Regions from separate parts of the Mus musculus genome. Here region 2 is linked to region 1. A link is a contact called in public HiChIP or PLAC-seq data. All regions are on one chromosome and are shown on one strand. Each heading gives the region's core, a stretch centred on a gene start, on an enhancer-like site or on the middle of the called end of the contact. The rest is flanking DNA. Distances are from core to core; before and after follow the strand shown.

Region 1 (4,728 bases), core at 1,394-3,893:
TGCTTTTATAAAGTAACCCACTAGAGGGCGCTAAATACACAAACTGCGACCAGGGCTTTGCAAATGTCAAGTCTCACACTGGTACAAGATATATAATCAGCTATGGCTTCAAGCCAAAAAGGCTCTCCTCAGAAGAAGCATGATGCATTTTATGATAAGGTGTTGTGTACCCTTGTCCCTCCAACTAAGGAAGAGAAGAACAACAAAAGACCTCAAGCCCCCCAAAGCTTGAAGCTGTATGTCGAGCAATTAATAATCTGTTTCTACTTGATACTGACTGCTGTACAAGGTGCCTTTCACTTAGGCGTTTTCTTTGCTGCATAGTGACAGAGAAAGTGCAAGTAACTTAGGTGGGAACAACTAGATTATCCAGTTAAGTTCACACCACAGTCTCTGTATTCAGGGTGTGGCACTGGGAATGAATGCACACAGTTTCAGCTCACACCTCGGTCTCAGTATTCAGGGTGTGGCTTGGGGGAATGAATGTGCGCAGTTTCAGCTCACACCACGGGTCTCGGTATTCAGGGGGTGGTGCTGGGGAACGCACATACTTTACTACTGAGCCCTAAGGTCAAATCCTAGGAACTAAATAGAGACACCATTTCTTTTAAATTTTATTTTAGACAAGTAAAATTCGTACATATTTTTAAAAACAGAAACAAACATTCATATTTAATTGAAATCTAGAGAAAATATCTTCTACCCAGAATGCCTGATTTCTGAATATTTTTATTTTTTGATTTATTGACGTGCCACCTTTTCTTTCCTCAACAGAATACTCATTTTATGCAAGCAACCAGATTTACAAAATATATTTTATTATTCTCCACTGTCACACATTTTCACTGAACATTTAAGGTCACAAATAGACAGGCAAGGTGATCCAGCACCCTGACAGCTGCAGGGCACTAACACCTTAGTAAGTGCACACAAATACATACTGAGGTTTTTTTTTTTTAAAGCAAAATTAGGATTATCTTGTAAATATCACTTCAAGGCCTACGATAGCCATCTTTCCACATCAGCATTTTTAAATGATTGTCCGTGCAGCGTTGCCAGGCGAGTAGTACTGAGCCACAACTCTCCTCGCCTGTTTCATTTTGGTTTGTATTTTTACTGTTAACATAGCTTACATAAATAGTACATCTTAAGTCTGTACTAGATTGACCTTTCTATTATTTGCAAGTATACTCTACTGTGTGGCTTCCTCCCCATCAACAAGGCTTTAAACAAGAGGGCTCTTCTAATCCCAATCAGACTGTATTTACACTTTACAGTTCATATGCAGTTTCCCATTAAATGTTCTAATGTACAAAGAACTTCTGGTTCAACTGGTGTGGGGATCTGACATTTTTACCTCTCTGTGTGAATTGTGGATGCTGGCTGTGTCATTCAGTCGTGGGTTTGGTGTCCTGCAGAGATTTGTAGACAGCAAGTGTAAAGAAATCAAACCCCCAGCCTGAAACAGGGATGGTCCAACTGTTCCCTGTATATTCCAACCTGGTGGGTCCGCGGTAAAGCACAAGTTTGGGGTTATTTTTTGTGTAATAATCTTTTACTGTTTAAATCTTCATCGCTGCCTCCTAAGTTATCCCAAACACATTATTACATCGTTAGTGCACCTAAAACAGCAAAACAACAACAAACCCCAAGCGACTTCACTCCTGCTTTTGTCCCCTAATCTATACCCAGTTCTAAACCACCTAGCCAAACAGTGAAGCCGCGCCCTAAAAATAAACGGGCACATGTGTGAAAACTTCTAACACCTAGAAACCTACAATGTACTTAAACTCAGCCTGATTTTTCCCTGTAAACTAAAATCATGGTAGGACTACCCAACTTGGCCTTGTCCATCACCCTACAGCATATTTATTCAGTATGGACCTGCAAAAAAGGAAGCCACACAAAAAAGAAGCATCCCTTAGAAACCAGAAGCCAGTAAAGTCTGCTTTGGAGGGATCAGTTATACTGAAGAGCTGTCAAAATACACACTCATGTGCTACAGCATGCTTCTCCATACCTTCATGTTTTAGGTGGTGATACCCAGCAAAGTTAATCATCCCCCCGCCCCCGCAACTCCCCCACCCACCATTCCCTTCTTTCTCTGTTAGTTACTACTGCATATCTGGTATACATTATCTCATTTAATCCATCAATCTAATTTAAGTGAGAAAAGGCTGGACTAAAGAGATTATATTTCAACAAGGACACTGCTCTACTTCCCCAAACTGAGCATCATGAAACTAACCAGGCATGATGTAATTCTGTAACCCAAGTCCTCAAAAAGATCGGGCCAAATGCAAGACCGCTTCAAAAACAAAAGCAAAAAAATTGTTATTTCCACTGGGCGCAGACTAACCACCATCAGCATTTCCGGAAGATGGCGGCTGCACTGGGCTCAAAATGTGAGCTGGAAGCTCAGACGACCGAGTTAAGCAGGAAGCTGCACTACGGTGCTTTACAGCGAGGATTAAAGAAGGGATAAGCTCGGCCGCTGTATGTAGCCTCGTCGCTCTGCTCCGTGAAGGTCCCAGGAAAACGCCGCCCGGCTCGAGCGCCGCGCACCCGGCCAGCCTGCAGGCGCAGCTCCCGCAGCTGCTCTCCCGAGCGGAAGGGCAGCCGCCGTGACGCAGACAGCGCCGGGGAAACGCCCTGCTCTGTGGTACAAGCACTCGCTCTGTCACTGTGGGACTCAAGGCTTGAGGTCTAGAGCACAAGCCCACGCTATGCTTCGCCAAGAGGTGTTTTTCCTCTGGTGTAAAATTTGGCAGCCACAACGGGGTAGCTTGGTTTTATCCATGGTTAGGACACGCCGGCTATAGGTATTATACGGTAAAAGCCCGATTACTACAAAAGGTCAAAACTAAGCTACTGAACCACTCGTCAATCAAACCGGGCTTAAGAGAATGGATCCTCAGTACTTCTCACTAAAGAAAAATCCTTTCCTACAGCTTTTCACTCAGGCCACTTTTACTGGACTAATTTCTAATGTCAGTTAGGGAAAGGATCACTCCAGTTGAAAGCTACAAGAACATTAAACGCTAGAATAGCTAGCTGCGCGTTACAGGCATGGTGATGTATGCCTGTAACCTGAGCTAGAAACAGGAAAAAAAAAAAGGCGTTGATCTTTTGACTACCAAGTGATTTCGAGGCCAGCCTGAATTACACGAACCACGCCTCGCCTTTAAAAAATAAAATTATTTAGTCCCATTAGGGCACCATTATGTCTAAGCTTCATTATTTGTCAGCCTTCTCTTAGAATCTGAACACCTTGCACAGGATTTCTAAGCAGGAGTGTCCATGGAGAATTTAACAGGATCTGTGCACTATGCTACTCTACGCACATTAACAGCATTCCGAGAAGGGATCCGCCTTTCAGAAGCATTAATTAGGATGGATTTCTGGTTCCGAATTCCTGCAGTGTATTGTGCCAAGCCTGTAACTCTAGAGGCAGTGTTGAGTTGGTGGTCAGTCAGTCTGAGTCACCTGAGACCTCGTTTAAACTCTTGCCCACCCTCGTCCTCGAAAAGCAACCCACATTAAGGTCATGTGGACCATGGAGTCAATCTTATAAAAAACCTTCTCAACCTATGTAAAAGCTAAGTCTCCAACTCCTCATACTTCCTGAGAGCCGGGGCTGCAGTGATTTCCCACTATGCCTAGATTTTCTATTAGGACTATTTTTCAATTGTGGCTGGGTTCACAGACTTCTACCCTAACTTTTGCTGGGGATTGAGCCCAGTGCTTTCCCAGAGCTACGCCTCACTCAGCCCCTAACCCCTCCCCTTCCCTCAGTACTAAGAATCAAACGTGCTGGAACTGACGAAGACTACATTTCAACTCAAGGCAGGTGATCTCCTATGTTTGAGGCCAGTCTAGTCTATAAAGCAAGTTCCAGGCCAGCCACTGAGAACTTGTCCTCTAAACAAGACAAACCCATGACCTGAAGCATACTAAACAAGTGCTCTACCATCAAGCTATGACCAAAGCCCTATATAATCTAAAAGCCCCAGTAACTGACCACTTATGGAGCACATCTGCTAATATTGAGCTGACTAGATAGGCACTTTCTCTAAATCTGTTAAATCATTTGTTGCAGCGAATCCCCTCTCGATAGAATCTTCAGAAGTGTACAAGTCTCCGTACAGTGAGTTTAAAGTGTGCAGTTTTTCCGTTCTCAGGAAGGGGACTATTAAATCTCAGCTGTGATGTGGCTGTGTGTAGCTGCTCATCCCAGCACTGTCAATACACAGCTCTCTAAAGCCAGTGACTGTTCAAAGCTGCTCCTCTTTATCAGTTTGTATCATGCACTGGGCTATTGTAATTGGGGTCTTTTCATAGGGAAATCTGTATTGCAAGTGCTTAGAGATGCAGCTTAAAATTCAAATTTTACTTTGGATAATACTGACTTGATGCTTAGGTTGAGGTAATTTGCTAAAATCGGGGTGGGGGGGGTGAGGAAAAAGGCAGGCATTTCAGGATAAAGGACTGGAATAAAAGTGTGTGACTATGTACTGTCATGTCAGTAAAACTAGCTGGCTACATCTAGTAGTATAATCTCCAAACATAACAGCAATACTTTCATATATGGCAGTGTCACTCTGTGACATCTACTAGGCCTGAAACCACATGGTGGAACAGATCATATTTGCTGCTTCTGAGTACTTATAAAATTACACTTGCTAAATTTGTACACTGCCTTCCATTGCTAAAATGTTCTCCCTAAGA
Region 2 (4,675 bases), core at 47-2,546, 960 kb after region 1:
TATCAGATGATATTGCATGCCTTTAAACCCAACATTTGGAGGCAGAGGCAGGCAGATCTGAGTTTAAGGCCAGCCTGGTCTACATAGTGAGTTCCAGGATAGCTAAAGCTACCCAAGAAACCCTGTCTGGAAAAAACAAAAACAATCAATCCATCAATCAAACAAACAAACAAAAGAGACTCATTTGTCATTGGTCCTTGGGCTTTCCTGTCTGTACAGCCATAGCTTTGTTGATATGTCATGGGTGACGATGTAAAGGGGTCTTAATGGACTCTCTCTGGTTAGGGCTCCCTCCTTCCGGCTGCCACCTGATCCTAACTTGCCCTGCATCCTGGTGGGCCCAGGGACTGGCATTGCACCCTTCCGGGGATTCTGGCAAGACAGACTACACGACATTGAGATCAAAGGTGAGGCTGGGCTAAGGGTGACCTGCAAGTCAGAAGGAAGCCAAGCAGAAAATCAATGGCTTGGAAGAAACGACCATAAAAGAAACTAGGCCCAAAGGTGAAAAGAAACATATTTAATGGGAAAGGGAGGAGAGTCGAGTCTGGGTCCTGATTGTCAGCCTTCCTGGTGGTCCCTCAGCATATAGTAGGTTTTAAAATGGATTAAGGATAGAGAAGGGAGGGACAGAGCAGGAATTCGAACAGAAAACGACTCCAGGTTGATTCCTTTTGAAGTCAGAACGCCTCTGGGGTGATCCTATCTATTAACTGACAGGCACAGAGATGTCAATCAAAGTGGTTGTGTGCGATAGGACTGGAGTGAGGAAAAAGACCTGGGATTTCACACAAGGCAATGTGTACAGAATTGAGTCCAGTAGAGCAGTTTCCTTCTATAAATCAAAGGTGTGCAAGGGTCTGGGCAGAAAGCATCCTATTTTGCCCCTAGAGGCTGAACAGACAAGATAGTGGTTGCTCCAAGCCAAAAGTCTGGCTGGCACCCTGAGTGGCCTGGAGGTGGGGTTACCAGGACTGTTCCAGAGGAAGGGGCCCTCCCAAACCTCCATGTTGCTCACAGGGCTACAACCTGCCCCCATGACTTTGGTGTTTGGCTGCCGATGCTCCCAACTGGACCATCTCTACCGGGACGAGGTACTGGACGCCCAGCAGCGTGGGGTGTTTGGACAAGTCCTCACCGCCTTTTCCAGGGATCCTGGCAGCCCCAAGGTACCAGGGGCGGGTGTAGAGATAGCGTGACAAGGCCGTTCCCAAGCCCCGCCCCTCCCAAACCCATCTTACCCGGGCACGCCCCTGGCCTGGGCGTTCTCACAGCAAGGCCCGTCCCTAGACCTACGTGCAAGACCTCCTGAGGACAGAGCTAGCCGCGGAGGTTCACCGTGTGCTGTGCCTTGAGCAAGGACATATGTTTGTCTGCGGCGATGTCACTATGGCAACCAGCGTCCTGCAAACCGTGCAGAGAATTCTGGCAACAGAGGGCGGCATGGAGCTGGATGAAGCCGGTGACGTCATCGGCGTGCTGCGGGTGCGAAAGGGCAGACCTGGCCGGGCTAGGGTAGATCTATGCTGACAGCTCCTGTTCGGGTTCTAATCCATTGAGTTCTTTTCCTCCCCTCAGGATCAGCAACGCTACCACGAGGACATTTTCGGACTCACATTGCGCACCCAGGAGGTGACAAGCCGCATACGCACCCAGAGCTTTTCTTTGCAGGAGCGACAGCTGAGGGGCGCAGTGCCCTGGTCCTTTGACCCGCCTGGCCCAGAAATACCTGGTTCCTGACAGTCTTCCTCCCCTCCAGTTCCCGGAAAGAGGGATTGTGTCACTTCGTTCGGTTGACCAAGGCTAGCCACCCTCTCTGAAGAATGCCTACAGCATTGGTTGCAAGGCTGCCAATTTAAGATCTTTCTTCTCTCTCCAGTTTACCTAGGCTGGGGGGGGGGGGTCGGCCTAAATCTTGAAGGTTCCTCCGGCTGTGGTAGTTAGGGCATCCTGCTGCCCTCTTCATATGCTTTGATGGACTGTAGACTCCCTTTAACTCTCTCTCTGGAGTATCTTACGTTTAAAGTCTAAGTCATCCCGGTATTTATTGAAAAATTATCATAAAAGACCATGCCAGATGCCCAACCCAAACCTTGTGAGTTACAATGATTGAAAATGAGACTTGTTCAATGCTTTAATGTGTAAAGATGTTGGGATAATAATTCTTTGACAGTGAGTCCCAGACACCTCTCTGTAACCCAGTACTCTGCAAAAAAAAAAAAGTTTCTAACCAGGGACAGACAGTTTTGCGCTTGAGTGAACAGGTGCAGTCCTCAGCTTCCAAGAGTGGGGCGTGCCAGACATTCCCATGGCAAAGATGTGCAGCTCAACCATGAGCAATTTCTGCTGCTTGTTTCGTACAGGATGAGGAGTCCCACCCACTTCCTCCTGCTATCACAGCAGTGCTGACGTCCAAAACCAGCAGCCCTCTCTGGTTTTTCCACTCACCCGTCTCCATATTCCCCACCCCTAGTCCCACAGGAACTCAAAGGGGAGGTCGACAGGAACAACTTCCCTAACACTGAGTTGAACCATGCCTGGGCCCTGGCCCCACCTTGAGGCCACTGGGGTCCTTCCCAGGCAACTGCTCCACAACCAGCCAGGCTAGTGTTCTCTTATCCTCACTTGTGGGGCCCATCTGTAGGCTACCTCAGCTCACAATCATCTCCTACTTTTTCACTGTTCTCCGGGCAAGCCCCTCTTTGACTCCCAGATATGGCCAACTAAAATATCCTGGGCCTGTCATCGGAAATAGGAATGGAGCTCAGAAGATGGCTTCAAGTGTCCTTCCATGCCACCCATCAAATTTCCTGCAGCTGGAAAAGCCAGAACCTGTAAGAGGAAAGGACTGTTAGCAAGCATTCCAGGCACCTAGAGACTGCCCTACCACCCCAGATCTAACTAGTATCTCTGCCCCACCAAAACTGGCCCCAAGCTAGTTTCCTTATCCTTGCCTGCTTAACCCCCATGTGGGCAATACCGACCTGAGATATCCTCAGTCAGTGCAAGGGGCCTGTTAGGGGCTCCTTCTGGGTGTCTGTGTTCTCCTGAAACCCCTTTGGGAACAGATTCTGGGCCCTCTGGGTGCCCCACTGTTGTCTTGGGCTAGAAGCAGGACTGGAGCCTGGAGATAAATGTCACTGAGTGAGCGTGTCATGATGCACAAGAAACACCAGGATCTTGCTCCCATCCCCTATACTCCTCACCATCACTTGACCAAGATGGCTTCTCCTCATCAGGTGAGCCTGGCTGTGAAGGGCTGGACCAGGGCCTGGATGGGGAGGAAGCTGAAGCCTCTCCCCATAGTTCTTGCTGCTGCTGTTGATGAAGCTAGATGGTGAAAGAAGGAGAAGGATGAAGACCAGGGGCTCCCTCATATGTGGGGGCAGGAAGCAAGGCCTAGCTCCTCCGCTAGGAACAGAGAGCTCACAGTTCCCGCTAAGAACCTTTTAGATTCTGCCCCATTCCCAGCATTCACTTCATTCGCCTTCTTCCCACAGTCCCTCTACACACCTGATGTAGGTAAATAGCGTGGAGGCTCATCTCAGCAGAGACAAGCTCTGGGAGCTGGGTCAGCTTCTGGCCCCCTGTGCCTCCTGGGGACACACAGCTAAAACAAGATGTACCCAGTTAAGAGTCAGCCCCCTCACAGAGGAAGGCAGTCCAGGCTTCCCCTCACCTTCCAAGACTCCTCAGCACCCTAGTACCCTCTCCCAGAGAATCACCACCAATCCAGACTCCCCTGCATCTCAGGCCTCCACCTCTCACCTGGGGTCCTGGACCATTCGTGAAATAGAGGCAAGGAGGCTGGCTGTGGCTGCAGCAGGGCAGGGGGCTGTGGGACTCAGGTCCCTCTGGGGTGGGCGGGGATTTACCAAGAGGTTGGCAAGGAAGGCTTCTGGCTAAACAAAAGAGAGCCAAAGGGTGGAGAAAAGGATAAGGGGAGAGTCCAAAGGAGGGACAGAGATATGATGGGTTGAGCCTGGCTGCCAGGGTAACACATAAAGTTAGAAATGCCAGGGAGAGATGGAGGGTGGCAAGAACAAAGGGTAGGCAGGCGTGGGACTTACCAGAGGGGATGTACAGTCACTGAGCACTCCTGGGGTGGGGGGACTCCGAGTCGAGGGAGCACCCCAGGCAGCTGCATCTTGTTGTACCCGGCCCCGAAGGTGTCCAAGGAACTTAGAGCTGTGCCCTGGTGGCTGCCATTGTGGGTGTGCCAGGGAGAACCGCATTAAGGAGAGTTCGGTCTTTCCATCCTCTGCACGCTGAGAGAGTGAGGCCTCTGTCTGTCCCTCTGAAAGCCACTGCAAGGAAGGGAGTCCTTCTGGTATTAGGGACACCAAGATTCAGCTAGGCAGGATGAAAAATACTGCCCCATAGATGAAGGCTGCGATGGGAACTCTTTAAAGATTATCCAGGAGTAGGGCAGTGGAGCAAGGCATAGGCATTTGGTCTGAGATACAGCTAGCTTTGAATGTTTGCTCCCCTGTGCAGTCCTAGTTCCTAAGACAAGACAATCCTACACTCCACTCTTCCACCACCTAGCCCTCATGTGGTGGTGGTGGGGGGAGCAGTCTTTGCTCCCATTTATCAACTTATTTCAAAATAATGTACCAGCAAAGAGCTCTATAAACCTGACAAGCTTTAGTGAAGCAAACAAATGCCCATCCAA

What was found. HiChIP or PLAC-seq counts read pairs in DNA pulled down with a chosen protein or histone mark.
Region 2: an HNF4G HiChIP or PLAC-seq map of pancreatic cancer cells shows a contact between it and region 1. The contact joins two enhancer-like sites. A contact is called at or near these places in 2 of 39 promoter capture datasets (the C10 cell line and liver), 1 of 484 Hi-C or Micro-C datasets (Th1 cells), 1 of 115 datasets of contacts at active chromatin or transcription factors (pancreatic cancer cells) and 2 of 9 other capture datasets (adipose tissue and liver).

Annotation. Positions count from the first base shown.
Region 1 is chr5:23,415,933-23,420,660 of GRCm38.p6, forward strand. The region is part of intron 1 of 5031425E22Rik (RIKEN cDNA 5031425E22 gene); the gene reads right to left. Among named protein-coding and RNA genes, the nearest start is that of 5031425E22Rik, 15 kb to the right of the region's middle. Within about 2 kb of position 2,644, at least 443 of the 459 cell types and tissues checked have an H3K27ac peak or open chromatin away from gene starts, as enhancers often do. A contact at or near this core is called in Th1 cells, adipose tissue, liver and 1 more, where this site is marked.
Region 2 is chr5:24,382,240-24,386,914 of GRCm38.p6, forward strand. Nos3 (nitric oxide synthase 3, endothelial cell) reads left to right here. Exons shown (of 26, transcript NM_008713.4): 23 at 286-407; 24 at 1,021-1,169; 25 at 1,291-1,485; 26 at 1,579-2,235. The coding sequence ends at 1,740. It overlaps Atg9b (autophagy related 9B), which reads right to left. Exons shown (of 14, transcript NM_001002897.3): 9 at 4,071-4,307; 10 at 3,769-3,902; 11 at 3,514-3,610; 12 at 3,207-3,330; 13 at 2,985-3,124; 14 at 1,942-2,832. The coding sequence ends at 3,000. Among named protein-coding and RNA genes, the nearest start is that of Gm15587, 7.3 kb to the left of the region's middle. Within about 2 kb of position 1,297, at least 306 of the 459 cell types and tissues checked have an H3K27ac peak or open chromatin away from gene starts, as enhancers often do. A contact at or near this core is called in Th1 cells, adipose tissue, liver and 1 more, where this site is marked.